Regions from separate parts of the Arabidopsis thaliana genome. Here region 1 is linked to region 2. Evidence: chromatin contacts called from public capture Hi-C data. All regions are on one chromosome and are shown on one strand. Each heading gives the region's core, a stretch centred on a gene start, on an enhancer-like site or on the middle of the called end of the contact. The rest is flanking DNA. Distances are from core to core; before and after follow the strand shown. Region 1 holds the start of AT1G67530 (ARM repeat superfamily protein). Region 2 holds the start of AT1G67420 (Zn-dependent exopeptidases superfamily protein).

Evidence for each region. Capture Hi-C pulls out chosen DNA fragments and counts their contacts.
Region 1: a contact with region 2 is called in a capture Hi-C map of seedling, with 1.8 times the contacts expected there. The contact joins the promoter of AT1G67530 here to the promoter of AT1G67420 in region 2. A contact is called at or near these places in 2 of 26 Hi-C or Micro-C datasets (root and vegetative nucleus) and 2 of 3 other capture datasets (seedling and shoot).

Annotation. Positions count from the first base shown.
Region 1 is chr1:25,305,566-25,309,868 of TAIR10.1, reverse strand. It overlaps AT1G67530 (ARM repeat superfamily protein), which reads right to left and starts at 2,252. Exons shown (of 6, transcript NM_105420.3): 1 at 2,062-2,252; 2 at 1,590-1,669; 3 at 1,180-1,365; 4 at 982-1,089; 5 at 1-864. The coding sequence starts at 1,640. It overlaps AT1G67520 (lectin protein kinase family protein), which reads left to right and starts at 3,512. Exons shown (of 10, transcript NM_001334310.1): 1 at 3,512-4,303.
Region 2 is chr1:25,253,417-25,257,582 of TAIR10.1, reverse strand. AT1G67420 (Zn-dependent exopeptidases superfamily protein) reads right to left here and starts at 2,419. Exons shown (of 19, transcript NM_001334294.1): 1 at 1,957-2,419; 2 at 1,793-1,878; 3 at 1,573-1,674; 4 at 1,256-1,362; 5 at 1,080-1,180; 6 at 825-912; 7 at 377-465; 8 at 77-216. The coding sequence starts at 2,319. AT1G67410 (Exostosin family protein) reads left to right here and starts at 3,901. Exons shown (of 3, transcript NM_105408.4): 1 at 3,901-4,166. The coding sequence starts at 4,015.

The DNA of each region.
Region 1 (4,303 bases), core at 1,003-3,502, 52 kb before region 2:
TGTGTTTTGTCGTTCAACAACAGTAGTACCATTCTCCTCCAACGGAACAATTTTTACGCCCTTCAATTTATACGACCCTATACTGTTGACTGACTGTGATTTGGTGGACTCGGAGTCAGAGAGAGCTAGTCTCCAGTAGTCGAGGTCTTGAGATTCCGGCGGCCCACTAGGAATTTGAGTTCCATTCTGTTCACACCAGCTCGCAATAAGACCTTTAACACAGTTATTGGGAGTCAAAGAGATATGTGGGAGCTGTTGTTGAGTCTTTGGGCAAGTATTATGCCCATCACTGAACCATTTCTCAATACAGACCCGTTCATAAGTCTGCCCTGAAGCAATAATGACAGGATCACACATAAGTTGCAAAGATATGGGACATCTCAGTTCTTCGGGTGGAACAGGCATCTGTCCTGAATTTATGCTGTTCATGGGCTTGTCGTTTAAAGAACCAAACCTTGATAGCTGACGACCAAACCCATGAACACTCCCATGATCTTCATTAGGAGAACATGGATAGGAACCCGGAGAGTCATTCTCATCCAAGATCTCACTTCTGAATAGCTTGGAGCATTTTCTCATAAGATGCAGAAGATAAGCCACAATTGATTCCTTACGCTTGTCTTCTTCGGCGCGTGCCCTGTCAATGAGTTTCTTTAAAGCCCTTCGTTCTGCCAGAGCCACTCTAGAAGAAGTGATACTTAGTCTAGTAGCAGCACGGTGGAAAATTTCAAGCTCGGTGTTGTCATTACAGTTGTCAAATTTCTTCCCTTGTTGAAGCAATGCAATAATCTGATCACCGACTTCCTTCTCCGATGGATCAAGCATGAACCTGGTGTTCTCTAGTTCACCAACAATTTCCAAAATCTGAAGAAATCATACATAAAAAAAAACAGACTTCTCAACTATAAACATCATAACTATCAATCAACAAGTGGACTTATCTTAATCATCACAATGTGAAATGAACTGAGTAATAATTACCTGTGACCCAATTGAGCTAGGAACAATGTCTTCTACACGTTTAAGACCATCAATGAGAGCAATTTTTGCTTTCTCAAACTTTAAAAGAACCGCATCCCCCGTTATGGCCTGTTCACATTGGAAAATGTAGAACATTAAAGAAGCAAAACACACGAAACGAGAAAGCATAAAACTTGTCCAAAGAGAGAAAAAACTGACCAAGTAAAGTTTACTACACTCAGAACAGTGCTGAAGAATATTTTTTGCCTTCTCAAGTGCAATATGTAAAGAGCATAAGGCTTGAATCCCTGATTTGCTACGCGGTCTTGCTCCTTCCAATGACGGGAAGATTGAAAGTACCTTGCATAGAACTCCAGATAGTTCCTTGCACATATCTCCATGTAACTGTAGCAAAAGCACAAGACAATCAAATCATCAAACACCAAGAACATAAAAACACGAAACCCTCTAACAACATTGAAATCAAATGATAATAAAAAATATGTCCTTTAAGATAACCCAATTACTATTTCTAATAGAAAATTTGTTTGCAATAATCAGAGATGCAAATTTAATCAGATTCCAACAATTACAATCCGAATTCGAACATTTCAATTTAAAAACCGAACCTTGGCATCGCTAGCCGCGAATAGATTCTCTTCAAGCTCGGTCACATCCATGATCAAACCTCACCAAAACAACTCTAAAACTACAAAAATCTCCCAGAAACAAAGGAATCAATACATGAATTCAGAGAAATTATTAAAACAAACAATGAATCATGCTACAATCACAGAAATTACCTTTGCTATGAGAAAAAGATCTTAACCCAGAAAAGAGAAAGAAAAAAAAAACAGAATTTTTTATTCAAACAGCAAATCCTGGAAAAATTGCAATAACGGAACTGAAACACATCCACAAAAACCGGGAAATTCTACGATTAATAGAAAAAATTGCGAATTACATTAAAAATAAAAGAGAGCACTAAAAATAAAGCTGCGGAGAACACGTGTGGAACCAGTAACAACCAAAAATGGACAAACAAAGACAAAACAAAGAACAGAACAGAAGAGATAAGATAGAGGTCAAACATTTACATACCGGGGATATTGAGAGACCGGCCAAGGAGGAAGGTTCATAAAAGATAAACCAATAGAGAAGAATCAGACAAGTGATGATGAATTAGGGTTTTGTTCTTGGTAAGGCGATCCATGATTTTGGGGTTAAATGTGAGAGAGAGAGAGAGAGAATAAAAAGATATTCGAGTGGAGGAGGAAGTACTTAAGAATCTGTGTGTTCTGTTTTAAAAATTATTAAGTTAAGAACGGCATTACTGTGATGTTAATTAGTATTCTAATTTAAAACTAATGAACGGTTCTTTCTATAAATATTTATTTAATGTACTAGTTTTAGGAAGTTTTCCAGAGACAATATTGTAACTGGGGTTGACGTGAGTTTTCATATAATTTGTAACTTTTTGACTTTTGTTTAAAAGATTAATTTGGTTAGTTAGGAGTATTTAAGCTTTTTTGGAAGAGTTTAGAGTTTATGGTTAACCTTTTTTTTTAAGAGATTAGTGCGTTATAGTTGCAAATAGTGCGTTTTTTTCCATCAGAAAAGTTAGTGGAAACATGAACAAATTGTCAGTTAAATTATGTTATCCCACTTGAATATTTTTGCATTTTGCTTTTAATTTCTAACGGTCCACCAAATCACCAAATGGAGTATTTTAATTATTCTTGAATTAAAAACTCACTCAAAGATTTGCTTCTTCCCATCCACCCAGGCGGATTGAAGTTTTTAGCGTCTTTTTAATTATCATTTTGTATTTATAATTTATTAGATTTTTAAATTTATAATTTGAAAATTATTATCATTTATTTATTTTATATCAGACTTAAATATAAAAATATTGTTTTTGAGTTGTTATATTTGTTACCTAAATTCTTGCCAAAAAAAAAGAAAAAGAGAGAAAATCTTCTAGCTTCGAAAACATCTAATACTGTAATAGTAAAATCATTAAAACTTTTAAATTGGTTTATCAAAACTATGTCGTATATTCTTCTCCTTCTCCACGGAACCCACACATAGTAGAGAAACAATATGAGCAGTTTATCACACTCTTGAGTTACCAATTTTCTCTCATTTCTCATTATTCCTTCACTTTCTTTCGAGGTACTTCATACATAGTCGTCTTTCTCAAGTTGTTGTGGATTGTAGAGAAGACCTAATAAGCTAGAGAATGGATTCGAGGAAGTCTTTATCTTCCATCGATAGCTTCAACGATTGTTACGTTTGCTTGTAACCCAAGATTCGAAGGTCAACAATTCCACGGATGATATACCTTACTTGAGTCTTTATTTCTAACCAGTTATATGTTACAAGCTAAGTCTGATTCTTGTATTCTTTTCTACCATTGAAACCAATAAAATGGTCTCCTTACCAAGTAAAACAGGGTTATTATTATGTACTCTAACAACATTTTCCGTTCAATCAATACAAGAAGCTTTTGGATTTCTTATTTCTTTTTTTTTTTTGGGTTTTTTTCTTTCAACAAAATGATTATAAATTATTTATTTTTCTTTACCAATAAGATTTGGGGTTTTATGAACCATGATGAAATACTTTTTTGTCTTTTTATGAAGAAATGATATAACTCTGTTTCTCCTCTCTTGGTAGCAATTGGCTTTTTATTTCTCAGGTAAGTAGTCTCCCCCTTTTAAATCCTTATTGGGTGTTGTATTCTCCCAACAGGCGTGAGATGTTCGTTAAAAACAAAAACAATTGCTCAAGAGCATGGCGTCTGGTTCTGTTATGTATGTGTCTTGTTTTAGGTAATAAGAGTCAACTTCAATTTTGTGGTCACTTTCTTGCTAATTAGTTGTGATAACAGCTGTTGCTTAGAAACTTCAACGGCCAAGACTTCAATTTTGTCTCCCAGCGTAGTAGACTTGGAACTTCTGATATGACTTTGATCACAAACAAGATATATCTTTAAAAAACCACTTTAGAAAGAAATCTATTTGCCAAATCATCCATCTTTCTGAAACTATGTGTTCAAATGGCATCTTTGTCTCTCTTCTTACTTTATCTCTCTTGTTAGGAAAATCATGCAGTGAAACAGATACGCTACATCAGGGTCAGTTCTTGAAAGATGGGCAAGAGCTCGTTTCTGCTTTTAAAATCTTCAAACTCAAGTTTTTCAACTTTAAGAATTCAGAAAACTTGTATCTTGGAATTTGGTTCAACAATCTTTATCTTAATACTGATAGCCAGGACAGACCTGTCTGGATTGCTAACCGTAACAATCCAATCTCAGACCGCTCTGGAAGCCTCACAGTGG
Region 2 (4,166 bases), core at 1,170-3,669:
GAAAAGAGGATCATACTAAACAATAAACGATAGTAAGGAAAAGTTCAACCATAATATATACCAAAACGATGCATACACTATTCTGTCCACTGTATCGAAGGTAGTATGGTAGTAGTAACCGCCCAGAAGAAAGATAATGTCTAGCCCGGGAATGTCGGCATAATCTTCTGCAAACATTCTGTAATCTGTGTCTCCAGGAATTACAGGGAAAACATCCTGAGGAATATCATAGGAGAACTTAAAGTCAGTGACAGAGATGAACTAGAAACAAAATGGCTGAATACGTTTTGATCAATGACCACTATCACTTGGCAAAAGTAGAGAAGACAGTGTGTGTGAGTGTCCATGTATGTCATAGAGAGAGAGAGAGAGAGACCTGTGCAGAACTCTGTGCCATTGGATACACTGCTGCTTGAGAGTAGACATAAGATGGCCACGAGCCAGGCCCTGATTGGCAGACCAGATCTACCAACCATTAACAAAAAGTCAGAAGTAGGAGCAATAAGCACAACAGAAACTTAAAATATAAATACTCATTGACAAGCAAACACTTAATACTGTCACAAATAAGACTAGCACATATTCCTCTTAATATTTACAGGATAATGTATGTATATGCATTAATTTTCTAGGGACAGGATGTTGCAAGAGAAGTTCTTCAATGGTCTACACAGATGTTTAAAGATAAGCTTTTTTGTTCCAATACTTAGGAAAGATAAGAGAATCAAGATCAACTTAAGAACATCATTGTCATCTAGAGGAAGAGACTGGCCGAGAAAGGACCTTGTCATAAGTAAAAATTGTTTTTAGGGAATATATCTTACCAATACCCCCTGTCCCAGAGGCTTCCACGTTTATAAAAGCTCCAATGGTATCTTTCAACTTATGCTTCGTCATGAAGCCGTGTGAGCCCTAAACACACACACCACCATGTAAAAGAAGAGCTTATTTTCATCAGCTTGACTATAAGAGAAACCTCATACTATGTATCAATAACAATATTCATCAAGAACAAGAAGATGAATGTTCATTAAACAATATTCCATACGAAAGAGTACTAAGCAGCATAACTGTATTACCAGCATAAAAAGCTCTTCAGCACCATTGAAGAGAAAAATTACAGGTTGAGGCGGGACCCAACCAGAATCCACTACCAGTCTTGCTAATTCAAGTAGTGATGCTGCAAAACGGAAACACATAAATCCATGATTTAATGGTTTAGAAGGTAAATCTAAAGATATAGTACCAAACTCACCTACACATGACCCACAATCACCAGCTCCAGGAGAGTTAACAGGACTGTCATAATGTGCATTCATCAATACAGATGCATCAGTGTCAAGAGAATTCATTGACGAGATACTGCAAAAAAAAAAAAAAAACGATGAAAATGTTTAGCATTAATAATTGGGGACACAATCATTCAATGTTGCAGTCTATTGATGACTGAATAAAATAACACAAAGAATGGTCAACCCCAACGTGAATCATAAATACAAACAACAAAGTCTCCTGAACAACACGTAAAAACCATAAATCTCAATGTACCAGTAAAGGAACAAACTTTAGTACCGCATAAGTATATTAGTATGGTTTCTGTATCCAAGTGATATGCTGTGTCCTAGAAACATCATGCTAAAGGAACCATCCACTTGAGTCTCTTCCACTTCAACCCTATAACAGCAACAAAAAGCATTCATTTTTCAGCTCAGACACAAAAAGTTCACAAGAAAAAAACATTCTTTTCTTGGAGAGTGATGAAATCTCAAGCATTTAAGTTATTCAAAAAAACCTTAAATTTGGTCCAGCTCTCTCCTTCACCATCTCCAATTGCGATTTTATATACGTTGCAGCTTCTTTAAGTCCAGGTCGTCCTTCCTACAAAACCCATGTCGTAAAAACAAGATCAGAGAGAGACAGAGAAAAGAGAGAGATGAAACGGCGGCGAATCATCACCTGACGACCATCGATCTCTTCAGCCAAGACACGGATGTGTTCGACGGCTCTAGCTTCAGAGAATCGTTCGAGAGGAGCGTTTGCCGGAAGCGGAGAGATGAATTTCATGTGGAGGACGGAGTAAACAATAGCTGACATTAAAGCGTAGATGAAGACGAGTGAGAAGAGGAATTTGAATCCAGTGACATCTCTTGCGCTCATCTTCCAAAACGGCATCACTGAAATGGATTCAAATCTTCGAATCGGCGCTTTGGAAAAATCAGACAAATCTCGTACTTGAAGACAACGATTGTTCAGTTCTGTAATATAAGTCCGAAACTTAACGGAACGGAACAGAACGGGAACACCGTCGCTTTGTGTCATAGAGAGAGACTGTTACGGCGTGAGAGTGAGATGCAAAATGACTTAAAAGTCCTCACGATTTATTCCATAATGAAGTCTTTACGTTTCCCTAAATCTAATTTTATTCAGATTCATTTTGTTCTGAAGTGTAGATTTGGTAAAATTTTGATTTAAAGTTTGAAGTCATTTAATTTGAATATCTTAGACAATTTAAAGGTGATTTCATAAATTTGAATCAATTTTGCATGTCTATGGACAGATGTCATTATCAAAGTGACATTGTTGTTTTTCTGACTTTTAAATACGATGCAGCAAAAGTAGATGGTATAATCTTACAAAATATTTCCGCTTGCTTAGACAAAAAAACAAACTTTGTACGTAACTCGTGAACTAAATACGAGTCTAAGAAGAATAAGAGGAATAAAATCAAGGCTTAATTAGTTTACTACCTTTGAACCAAAAAAAAAACCAAAAAAAAGATCTACTACCATGTATTGGGGTATATATCTAGGGAAGAAAATTTGGTTAAAAGGAAATGACACGTTGTTTTAATTAAAAACATTTGACACAAATGTTTTTTTTTTGTTTTGGGATGTAATCCAACACGCAAAAAAACATGTAGACATTAAAGTGTCGTGAACATAACTATGTCTATGTATGTTAAATAAAGCAAACTACGTTTCCTTTCTTTACGTGATGATATGTTCCCACACATCACGTACCAACTATTTGTGTGAGATATTAGCCAAGTCTCGGACCAATAGTTATCTTGATCCAAGATATCAAGAGAGTATTAATTAATGGATTTTCAATCATCATAGCTGGGGAGAGTTTTCCTCTGGTTTTACAAGTTGGTCGTCGAGGAAACCAAATTTCTTCTTTGAGGCAAGCACAATTTTAGTCCATTCTTCATAGTTGTCCGATCCTCACAAAGCAAGGATGGATATCATTATCAGGATATCTATATGTATGTATCCTGGACTGTCACTCGTCTAGTCTATATGCACCTATGTGTTTTGGTTATACATAAATGCTAGATATGAGCTTTATCCCTAGACTCGGCCCAAGAATGAAATTTGCTTAGAAAAACTTTGACCAAGTCTGAGTCAGCAGGGTTCGGCCCATTCGCTCGTTATTTTCAAACATGTGAACAAAATCGGATTGTCAATGTCTCAATGATCAAATTGTTGGTAACAAAACTGAAAACCAAAAGAAACCCGTAAACGTTTTTTCCAATTGACCACAATCAAATAAGATGAACAAGAGTTGCAAAAATGGTAATTCGAACCATTACCTCTATAACTCAGTCTTTCAACATCGAACCGGAAAACCAAACATTTACTTTTTGAATCCTTTGTGTGTTCAACATCCTTAGCTTCTATTATAGTATAGTGATCATTTTACAAAAAAATATTGATTGTAATGTGCAATTACCTAATCTTTTAAAACTTCTAAAGTGAATGTGCAATTTCTTGAATTACAACACCTATGTTGTGTGTAAAAGAAAAAGAAAAAACAACTACAGTAAATTTGTTTGTAACTGAAAGAATCTTTCTTAAATCATAAATCATTAAATGTCTAATGACTCAATACGTTTCATTTCATCAAAACTCATTACAATCACCAAGCAACGAAAAAACCCAAAACAGAGACCGTTGGATCTAAATCTCTCACTTTCTTCTTCTTCTTCTCTGTATCATCTCTCTCGAAGAAGAAATGTACGGCAAAACAATATGTACAATCGTCTTCTTCATCTTCCTCGTTGCTTCATTCTCAATCTACATGGGAACCGTCGATCCAAGACCTTACTTCTACCTCCTCCAATCCCAACCCAATGGAGCTTCTTCTCCTTGTAGCTCCTCTGGAAA